Regions from separate parts of the Mus musculus genome. Here all the other regions are linked to region 2. Evidence: chromatin contacts called from public HiChIP or PLAC-seq and promoter capture Hi-C data. All regions are on one chromosome and are shown on one strand. The core of a region is the stretch at or near the end of the contact, and the rest is flanking DNA. Distances in the headings are between cores, read along the strand shown. Region 1 has its middle 3.3 kb from the start of Gm35400. Region 2 holds the start of Washc1 (WASH complex subunit 1). Region 3 overlaps Vapa (vesicle-associated membrane protein, associated protein A).

What was found. Promoter capture Hi-C pulls out the DNA fragments that hold promoters and counts their contacts. HiChIP or PLAC-seq counts read pairs in DNA pulled down with a chosen protein or histone mark.
Region 1: a contact with region 2 is called in a FOXA1 HiChIP or PLAC-seq map of pancreatic cancer cells. The contact joins the enhancer-like site here to the promoter of Washc1 in region 2. A contact is called at or near these places in 4 of 39 promoter capture datasets (the HPC-7 cell line, liver and pre-B cells), 1 of 484 Hi-C or Micro-C datasets (muscle stem cells), 8 of 115 datasets of contacts at active chromatin or transcription factors (astrocytes, bone marrow-derived dendritic cells, bone marrow-derived macrophages and 4 more) and 3 of 9 other capture datasets (adipose tissue, liver and pancreatic islet).
Region 3: a promoter capture Hi-C map of liver shows a contact between it and region 2, with 2.1 times the contacts expected there. The contact joins the enhancer-like site here to the promoter of Washc1 in region 2. A contact is called at or near these places in 16 of 39 promoter capture datasets (the 3T3-L1 cell line, 3T3-L1-derived adipocytes, the C10 cell line and 11 more), 20 of 484 Hi-C or Micro-C datasets (B cells, the G1E-ER4 cell line, cerebellum and 13 more), 12 of 115 datasets of contacts at active chromatin or transcription factors (the NIH/3T3 cell line, bone marrow-derived dendritic cells, bone marrow-derived macrophages and 8 more) and 2 of 9 other capture datasets (adipose tissue and liver).

What each region holds. Positions count from the first base shown.
Region 1 is chr17:65,561,674-65,564,980 of GRCm38.p6, forward strand. No RefSeq gene overlaps it. Among named protein-coding and RNA genes, the nearest start is that of Gm35400, 3.3 kb to the left of the region's middle. Within about 2 kb of position 1,583, at least 30 of the 459 cell types and tissues checked have an H3K27ac peak or open chromatin away from gene starts, as enhancers often do. A contact at or near this core is called in pancreatic cancer cells, where this site is marked.
Region 2 is chr17:66,110,083-66,113,388 of GRCm38.p6, forward strand. Washc1 (WASH complex subunit 1) reads left to right here and starts at 1,464. Exons shown (of 11, transcript NM_026833.1): 1 at 1,464-1,567.
Region 3 is chr17:65,593,600-65,596,556 of GRCm38.p6, forward strand. Vapa (vesicle-associated membrane protein, associated protein A) reads right to left here. Exons shown (of 6, transcript NM_013933.3): 2 at 1,303-1,455. Among named protein-coding and RNA genes, the nearest start is that of Vapa, 18 kb to the right of the region's middle. Within about 2 kb of position 1,307, at least 3 of the 459 cell types and tissues checked have an H3K27ac peak or open chromatin away from gene starts, as enhancers often do. A contact at or near this core is called in liver, where this site is marked.

The sequences.
Region 1 (3,307 bases), core at 333-2,832, 550 kb before region 2:
CATAATCACTTAATCACAGGAAACTTTAGTATCTCACTGCCATTGTTCCTTATCCTGTAAGTATCAAATGAGTATAGCGTTTGACTATTAGAGCAGAACATTTGGTTTTTAAAATTGCTGTTTGAGGGCTGGCAAGATGCCAGGTAAAGACATTTTACCAAAACAACATGCGCTCAGTCTCCAGAACCCACACAGTGGAAGAAGAGAACGGGCTTCCACACCATCCCAACTTCCAGTAGCCCCATGATGCTCTGTGTGTGAGTGTGTGTGTGTGTGAGTGTGTGTGTGAGTGTGTGTGTGAGTGTGTGTGTGAGTGTGTGTGTGAGTGTGTGTGTGAGTGTGTGTGTGAGAGTGTGTGTGTGTGTGAGTGTGTGTGAGTGTGTGTGTGAGTGTGTGTGTGTGAGTGTGTGTGTGAGTGTGTGTGTGTGTGAGTGTGTGTGTGAGTGTGTGTGTGTGAGTGTGTGTGTGTGAGTGTGTGTGTGTGAGTGTGTGTGTGTGTGAGTGTGTGTGTGTGTGAGTGTGTGTGAGTGTGTGTGTGTGAGTGTGTGTGTGTGTGTGAGTGTGTGTGTGAGTGTGTGTGAGTGTGTGTGTGAGTGTGTGTGTGAGAGTGTGTGTGTGTGAGTGTGTGTGTGTGAGTGTGTGTGTGAGTGTGTGAGTGTGTGTGTGTGAGAGTGTGTGTGTGTGTGAGTGTGTGTGTGTGAGTGTGTGTGTGTGTGTGAGTGTGTGTGTGTGTGAGTGTGTGTGTGTGAGTGTGTGTGTGTGTGTGTGAGTGTGTGTGTGTGTGAGTGTGTGTGTGTGAGTGTGTGTGTGTGTGTGTACTGAGGTGCTGTGTTGAGTTTCATGTTTAAACGGTTGTCAAATGAATTTTAGTTGTGATTGGAGCAGAAGTTGCAGTTCTTAAGCATAGTTCTCCCATTTGCACTACACTTTTATATAAAGTGGCAACTCGAGGTGGATTATAAAGTCAAAACACCAATAAATTCTGAAAAGTGTGACAATGCCCCACACCCTGCAGTATCAAATATCCTGCCAAGACTTGAGTATGCTGTAAAAATAAACAAGCACACCCCTCCCACTGATGTGCAAATTTGCTTTCCTCTGTAGTAAATGATACGATTATATATATCAAAGAATTGTTAACATAAATGTCTTATGACTTATCAGGAAATACTTGGTATTATGGAGGTAAAGATTTCTGTAGAGATTTCTCAGGCAAAAGGGAAAAAATTTAAGCAGCCCTGGAATTCGTTTGGCTTCGAGAAATAGGATCATAGTGCCATCTAGTGGCAGGACCAAGTTTTACAACAGTTGGTTTGGGTGGCTTTGCCTTAAGTAGAAAAAAATGAAAACTGTGTGTTTTAGTTTCACATAGTTTAACACCAGGTAAAAATGAGACGCCCTGGAGGGCGGGGTATTGGTGTTGTCTTTGAGCACCAAACCTTTACTGTCCTTACAGAAAATTCCACAAACCTGACTCTGACCTAAAACATAACAAGGAGTCATTGGATGAAGGCATGCCACTACCTCCTGGGGATACTTTAAATTTAGCAATGCCATTTGCCTAAAATTAGCAAGACTCTGGGGGCCAGACAACCAAATATAGTTACAGTAATGTCTTCTGCCTAAACCATCAGTCACAGCCAATGACATTCTGGGAATGCTAAATAGAAATTTCTAGAAACAAATAATTTGTGTTTTAAATATTTACTGTTATTTTTAAAAAAAAAAAAACATTATCCAAGCGTTTTTCTCCCCTTAGCCAGCAATTGCAGTTGACAACAGGTTAGCAGCACAAATGTGCACAGCACCATGTCTGGAGGCAGGCAGATGGGACATAGACGCCCCATTCCAAGTGGCAGGATGGAGTCTGGTGACGCTCCACTGTCCCACCCTGCCAGAACACAGTGCACGAATGAAGTCATGCCAGGGGAATTCTGAGTGCTTGTGAGAAAACTCCAAGAAAACAAGACAAGAGTCGTGTGACCTCAGTTTCTTCAAAAGCAAGGAGTTGTTCTTGGGTTGTGCTTTTGAGCCCCTCCCAGGTTTGCCCATCGGAATATAGTAAGTTTACTTTATTCATTACAACTGGCTATTGTTACGTGTTTATGTGTCTCTTGAAAAAAAACTTGTTTTTGCCATGTGTGACTTGCCGCTGTGACTGTACAGTTTAGTCAGATGACTCTTCTTAACCCTCAGAGGATTAACTGCCCGGTGCTCTGAATAAAGCTGGCTATTGCAGGAGACTTCAGTCCACCTCGTTTATGAACCCCATTCTCCTAGGTTCCACCAACTCTAGAGCGGTAAACACAACCCAAGCTATGAGTCACCCTTCTGTAAAATGTGTGCCTACAGTGCATATGTCCAAAATACCTGTCTGTAGAAGTTATGTCTCCATTCTTCCTCCCAGAAATAAGACTCAGACTTGGAATATGTTTAAAAATACCTTGGCCATGTTGCTAGCCTTTTCTCTGACTAGATCATAAGTTACCCCATTTATTCTAGTCTACATTCTGCCATATAGCTGGTTACCTGTGCTACCTCTGTCTCCTCTCCTCTTCCCACGTGATACCCTGTGCCTGGCTAGAAGGAGATCTATCTGGCTCCTTTTCACAAAGCTCTACCCTCACACACATAGCATCTGGTTCTGCCAGCCAGTGCCTCAGTTGCCTTGGGTGCTCAAAGCAGGGAACACGCATGTGCTTCCTCACATCCCAGAATTCTCTCTGCCTCCCGGATGTTCCACCTTCTATTCTACCCTTTCCTATAGGCCACGGGTTTTTTAATTGACAGGTGATGCATCCATACAATATACAAGTTATTCTCTCTACATGTGTCCACAGAGCATATGCTTCTGACGTCACTTGGTAGCTGTTTCAGTTATCAAACCTTACATCCCAGTATCCCAGTGCCTATGTTCAAGTAATCTTTACTTGCTAATGGTCTCACAGCTCAAATAGCAATGCTGGCAAGTTAGATGTCCTTTTAAAGGCTACAAAATAATCAATCCCCTTTAAGGGAAAAGGTGAAAAGTGGAACAAGGTATTTTGAGGGACCCGTACCACATCCACACAATTATTATAGTGCATTGTTAGGTTGTTAAAACTACTACTTACTTTTAGTTATTCTTTTTTGTCCAAAGATTATTAATTTATTTTATTTATATGAGTATGTTGTAGCTATCTTCAGACACACCAGAAGAAAGCATCGGATCCCATTACAAACGGTTGTGAGCCACCATGTGGTTGCCGGAAATTGAACTCAGGACCTCTGGAAGAGCGGTCAGTGCTCCTAACTGCTGAGCCATCTC
Region 2 (3,306 bases), core at 214-2,713:
AAAAAAACAACCAAACTTTAAACCTTTTGAACATGGAGCCGGAGGAAAGCAAAGGAGAATGTCACCACCATTGGGGAAGCATGTCACCACCATTAGGGAAACATTTCACCATCATTAGGGAGGCTAGCTTGTCGATCGTTGAGATCCTAAACCAACCCATTCCCACAGTGGGATGAAGGTGTGCCGGGCACAACAACAGCATTGGCTCCGGGTGAGGGCACTGAAGGCTGTGCACCCACCCAGTCCTTCATCATCTCTCTGACCTCAGATGGTAAAGACTGATGCAGGAGGACTGCCCCAGACCCCACGAGAGGACAGGACAACTTTGTATGATTATTCCCTATCACATTGTTACCAACCCTGCTTGCAAGAGCTTTCTGCCTTCCAGAAGACTCCCCAGCTGCCAAAGAGGGAGCCCCTCCCTCCCCCACAAGCACATAGCTCACAACTTCCCCACGGCACATTGCTTTCAACATTAGATGGCCACAACACTAACTGACAGAGACCCTGCATAACCTGGCAATATGTAGGATCCTGGACATGCCCACTGTGTCTTCCTGTATGTGGTGTGTGTGTGTGTGTGTGTGTGTGTGTGTGTGTAAGGGTATCCAAAGAAGACAGAAGGGAGCACTGGATCATGCTGAAGCTGGAGTTACAGGTGACTGAGTAGATCAAAGTGGGTGTTGCAACCTATCTTGGATCCCCTGCGCCAGTAGTTAGTACTCTTAACTTCTGAGCTCTTTTTCCAGGTCCTGTACACATACATCTTTAAAATCATTTCCTGGTTGCTATGGCAATCTTTGCAGGCCTAGTGCTGCTCCCAGCTGTTTTTTGGCCGTGGGGTGGGGTGGATTTCTGTCAGCAATTCTTATGTGGCTGCTGACCGACTAAGAGCTCATCAGCTGTGGGCTGTCTGTGGCTTCTTTGGCCCTACGGCTTTGGCTTGCTGCCGGTAAGAAGGCTGTCTGAAAACTAGAATAAGGGATGCGGTAGTAGGGGAGACTCATCTGCCCCCAACACTCTCAAAACACACACACACACACACACACACACACACACACAGACTGTCCATCTACAGCACTGCTTTCTCATTCCTAGTAAGCAATATTCCAGTTTGTTTCTACGCAGAACTTGTGTACTCCAGGTCAAATCATACCGTATCTGATCGCTTCTACGTTGATTTTTTTTTTTTTTTTTAAGTTGGAGACTAAGGGACTTTACCTTTAGAGGTAAACACAGGAAAGGTAGGATCTTCTAAAAGATTAATTAAGCCACTGAAGTATGCATGGCTGGAACAGAGCGGGCGTTTGGAGAACTTCCACTTGATGTCCTATATAGTGCATATGTAGTGTGAGGGTTTCTTGGAGCCGGTAACAGGAGAGACCTGAATCTCCCAGACAGGAAAGGTTAAGCACAGAGTGTGGGGCGGCTTCCTGGTCTAGGCCCCGCCCACCAGCAGCCCGGAGAGCCGGAAGTCGGAGAGCCGAGCTTACAGTGGTGGACGCTAGGACCTGGGAGTGCGGGTCACCGGGGGGCGGGGACGCTCACGTGAGGACGCCGCCTTGGGGTAAGTGTGCAGGGTGGGCGAGGGGCGGACTGGGAGCGCAGGACCGGGAGGAGGCCGCGACCCTGCCGCCCACCGGCTGGAGGCGAGTGAGGGCTCCCGGGCGGGACGGGCCCGGACGGACCGGGAAGGCGATGTAGGGATCCGGCCTGCCGCTCCTCCCACACCCTGCAGCTCCGGCTGCAGAGAAGAGGCCCCGTGGCTTCCTGAAGATTAGGGGGAGCAGGGCGTGGGAGGACAACTTGCACGGTGCGGGTGGGTTGTGCTGAGCACTTTCGAAATTACGAATTACACTGGTGACACGCACATATGGGGGGGGGGGGTTGGTGATCTGGGTTAAGCACCGATCACTTAGAAACATTTCACTTATGCTAAACAACAAGCACGGTCTCTGTCAACATAGATACTTGACAGGCATGTGTGTGTGTAAGAATGTATAAGAGAGGAATGTTTATGTATTCATGGCATGCATGACAAGTGAAAAATAAACAGAAACGATTGGAGGCCAAGGTAGAACTGTAGTCATTTGCTGGAGGGAGGAATTATTTTTGTCTCAGAACAAAACTCACGACTTACAGTAAATTACGTTTACTTCTGAGCTATTTATTATTTCCCCCCACAAGTAGAGTGGCCTTCAATCCATTTTAGATGGTTTGGAAAATTCCCCTTGTGGGCAGGACCGAAAACAGGCATCTACCCACTCCTTACAGGGCCCCAAATGACAACCCAAAGTACAAGTCCATCAAAGGGGTTCCTTGGGGGAACCCCTGAGTTTACTGGGTTTACTTGCAGAATGCGGGGTTCCCAGAGCAGCAGAATCACCAGAAAATCCCCCTGCATAGATGATGAGTCCCCCTTACTAGTATGGACACTGAGGTTACTAGGTGTTGTGCACTTAGGGCAGAATTATTGTATATAACGGGCAGAAGGTGCAGAGGGGAGGGGCAGAACATGACCCACACCATGAAAGGATGTCAGTAGTCCACAGGCCTATCTTGAACTTCACTTTGGAAGTGACACTTGTCCCAGTGGAGATGGTTAGTGCTCAGAGTGTCCTGCACGGTGACACTCCAGACTTTTCCAGTGAGAGCCATCAACGTCTTTGCAATAGCGATGCCTAGTTCCAGAGTTTATTGTGAACATGAGCAACGATGCTGTATGAAGCTGGGGCTCAGGGCAGAATCTCTTGTCTTTCTCTTCACATCAGGACCCCCTGAGTAAACACAGGGCAGGGTATCAAGCAAGATGTCTGTCAGTTAGGGGACACACACACACACACAGATCTTAAAATGGTTTGCATTTTTGTGTATGAAATGACCAAACATACTGATTGATAACAATTTTGAATTAGATAATTGATTCGCAGCCAGTATGACGCACAAGGTAAGTATTTTACTGTTGAAAATGTTGTTTGGCCAAATTTCCTGAATTAAAATTGGGAGCACTGATAAATTCACAGACACTGCGAGAAGGAAGATGGTAGTTGAAATGAGGTGGACTGACAGACTTGCTCTGTAGGTATGTAGCTGTTATTAGCTAGTGAAAAGAATAGTTAGTTACAAATAGTAATTAGTGTTAGTAGTGGCGATATAGTATATTTTACACTGGAAAATAAGTTGAATAAAGATAAAACAATGTCACCATTAATTTTGATTCTTTTTTTTTTCTAAAGATTTACTTATTTTATTTATATGAGTACACTGTAGCTGCCTTCAGACACACCAGAAGAGGGTATCAGATCC
Region 3 (2,957 bases), core at 57-2,556, 520 kb before region 2:
CCACACTAACACACAAACTTAATGCATACCAAGATGGGTTCAAAAACTTAAATTATCCTCAAGAGGCACAAGCAGCCTTTTAACTTTCAATTATTATTAAATTCATTTTGTGTTGATTTTAATTTAGATAACTTAGACACTTTTAATATAACTTATTTTTAAACTGGATTTTAAACAATTACTCAGAATGTGTTCATTTGTTTAAATCTAATTTTAAGAAAACAAAGGATAACTGATTGGTCTTTAGACTTTATTCCCAGATCCCAATAGCATTCACTTTTACGTCTCCAGACCTGAGTTGCCTGTACCAAGTTTTAAGGCTCCAGTTCAATTTATGTTACGTAAATCCAAGATGAGGTGATAAACAAATCAGTAATTACTAATGTATATTGGATACATTTACAGTCAGGTTCTACTTCTAAACAGTCTCACTGAGCCTTAAATAACTTACTATTTTAATATTCTATAAACTTGAAAATAAAAGCTGTAGTTATCTTAAAATTTAGGGATCACCTAAGTTATCAGGTCACCAAGAATTTTAATACACACATTTCTAACTCCATGATCTGTAATGACATAATCCATTTTTCCTGAGCCTTTTGTAATTAACAAATGCAGGAGTTGAAAGCTATTGTTTTTTTTGTTTTGTTTTTTTTTAAAAAAAAAAAAAAAGGAGTAAGTCTGTGTGAGCACAGAGAGGTTTTCCCACAAGTTAAAGTCTCATGGAGCCACACATGCTGTCAGACCTGCCACCTATGGCACGTGTTACAAAGTACTGTCTCCTTGGAAAGGCTGTCTAAGAAAGGAACATTTGGATAGCACAGTAGATCTCACAGCAGGAATACGTGATGTGTATGGAAGGAACTACTGTAAGCAATAAACAAGGAACAAGACACTGTTGTCATTTACACTGAAAGGAATAAAAACTCATCTGATTTTAAAAGTAGGCCCAAAACAGGCATTTTTTTTTTAAGACTCAAACGCTTCTGTAGATGCACAGAACATGATTTAATCACAAAACAGTGCCATTTCAAAGATAAATAAGAACACAAGCTACAGTGGAAAGCTGTGGAAATACAGAATAGATAACATTTCAAATTGACCCTAGGCAATCATACACTCCCACGTAAGTCTCGAGGAGGAAAGGTTCAATAAAATGTCTGTACGGTAAGATACCCAAGGAACATCTTTACACAAACACTGAAGCCAAATAATAAACAGATAAAAACACTAAACATCAAATGCAACAGTCATGAAATGTCAATATTCAAACCTACAAAGGTCTAGGACATGGAGTACTACCTGAAACAGTCACAATTGACCCCGGGTCAATAATCCCACTGTTGGGCCGCACACAGTACCGGCGAGGTGCTGTAGTCTTCACTTTGAAACACACTTTTCTATCCGATGGATTTTGCAATTTAAGATTTGTAGTGACTACATCTGTGAAGGGGCCTGAAAGGTAAGGGGCAGACAGAGAAAAGATTAACTGGAGTCACAACAAAAGCATAATTCAAGATTAAGTTAATATAATCTCAATCCCACTTTTCTAAAGAAAACAAAAATTGTCTCTCTTTTTTTTCAACTTTTGATGATTTCATCCATAAAATAACTATGATTTTTGTTCTTTAATTTTGGTTACATTTATCATGTTTGTGTTGCACATATGAACATGTACATGTCACAGTACGTATGTGGAGATCAGAAGACAACTTTTTACAACTGGTGCCCTCCTTTCGTTATGTGGGGTCCAAAAATCCAACTCCAGTCCTCAGGCTTAGCAACAAGGATCTCCATCCAATGAGCCATCTTGTCAGCCAAACTGTACTCATATAGCATGTTCATAACACATCACATGACTGACACAAGTCCCCCAGTGGTCTTCACCAGTGCTAATCTTTACGTTCACAGGCCAACTACAAAACTAAAACCTGACAGTACTCACTTGTCTCAATTCATTCATGCACGTGTATTAAGTACTTATGAGTGGTATGTCATATGCTCTATCTAAATACGAAGTCTTGTCTTAAAGCTTTAATTCTGTACTCAACAAAACGAATTCAAAAAGCTGACCCAGCTCTACTTAACCAGTATATCCTCAGTTTTTTGTTTTGTTTTTAAAACGGGCTGTGAGATGTGAAGATAAACTTATTTGGTTTCATCTGAAAAGCCAAAACAGATTATACAGTCTAAGTTTCACAGCAAGAATTTCTTGTTGATTTTGAAGGCATTTTAATTGTTTTAATGGTCTTGTAATGGTTTTCTTGTTTAATGGTTTTAAATGGCCTTTTAAACATCTATTTTATGCTTTTGCTTTTTATTTGTCAAAGGAGTGATATTGATGATCTTAACTAGAGCACTAAGAAGACTACTGGAGCATGGCTACAGTCCCACATTCAACCACCAGCACCAAAAAGGGAGGGAAAAGTCAAGAAGCCTGAAGGAAAAGACATTATAAAAGCCTTCCTATTTTTATCTAGCCTTTTTCATTCCCTTATTTGTCACTTAGACTGTATGTCTACATGCACAGCATCATCAGGATCAATGCTTTCCTACCATGTGGGTTCAAGGGATTGAACTATTTTCAAGCTTGGCTGCAAGCTCCCTGAACCAGAGTCACCTTCTAACCTGTTTGAGTCATAAACAAAGACTATGTTTTTTAAAACTTTGCAACAGTCATACTTTGAAATCTAGATTTAGAAAATTCACCAACCATGTACAATAAACTTTGAGTGTTGGTAAACTGTCTGAGACAAAGACTTTTTAAAGACAGACTAAATGTGCCTAATGCCTAACATGAGAAAAAAAACAATTTCACAAAAGTGGGAAAATTTAAAACTTAGTTCAAGCCTTGAGAAATAAGCTTTTACTTGGAGTGCCTGTTTCATTTTATGCCACTCCTTTCTTCTGTAGGCGATCTTATACTCTTTGCTGCTACCCAATTGTTGGTTTCTGAT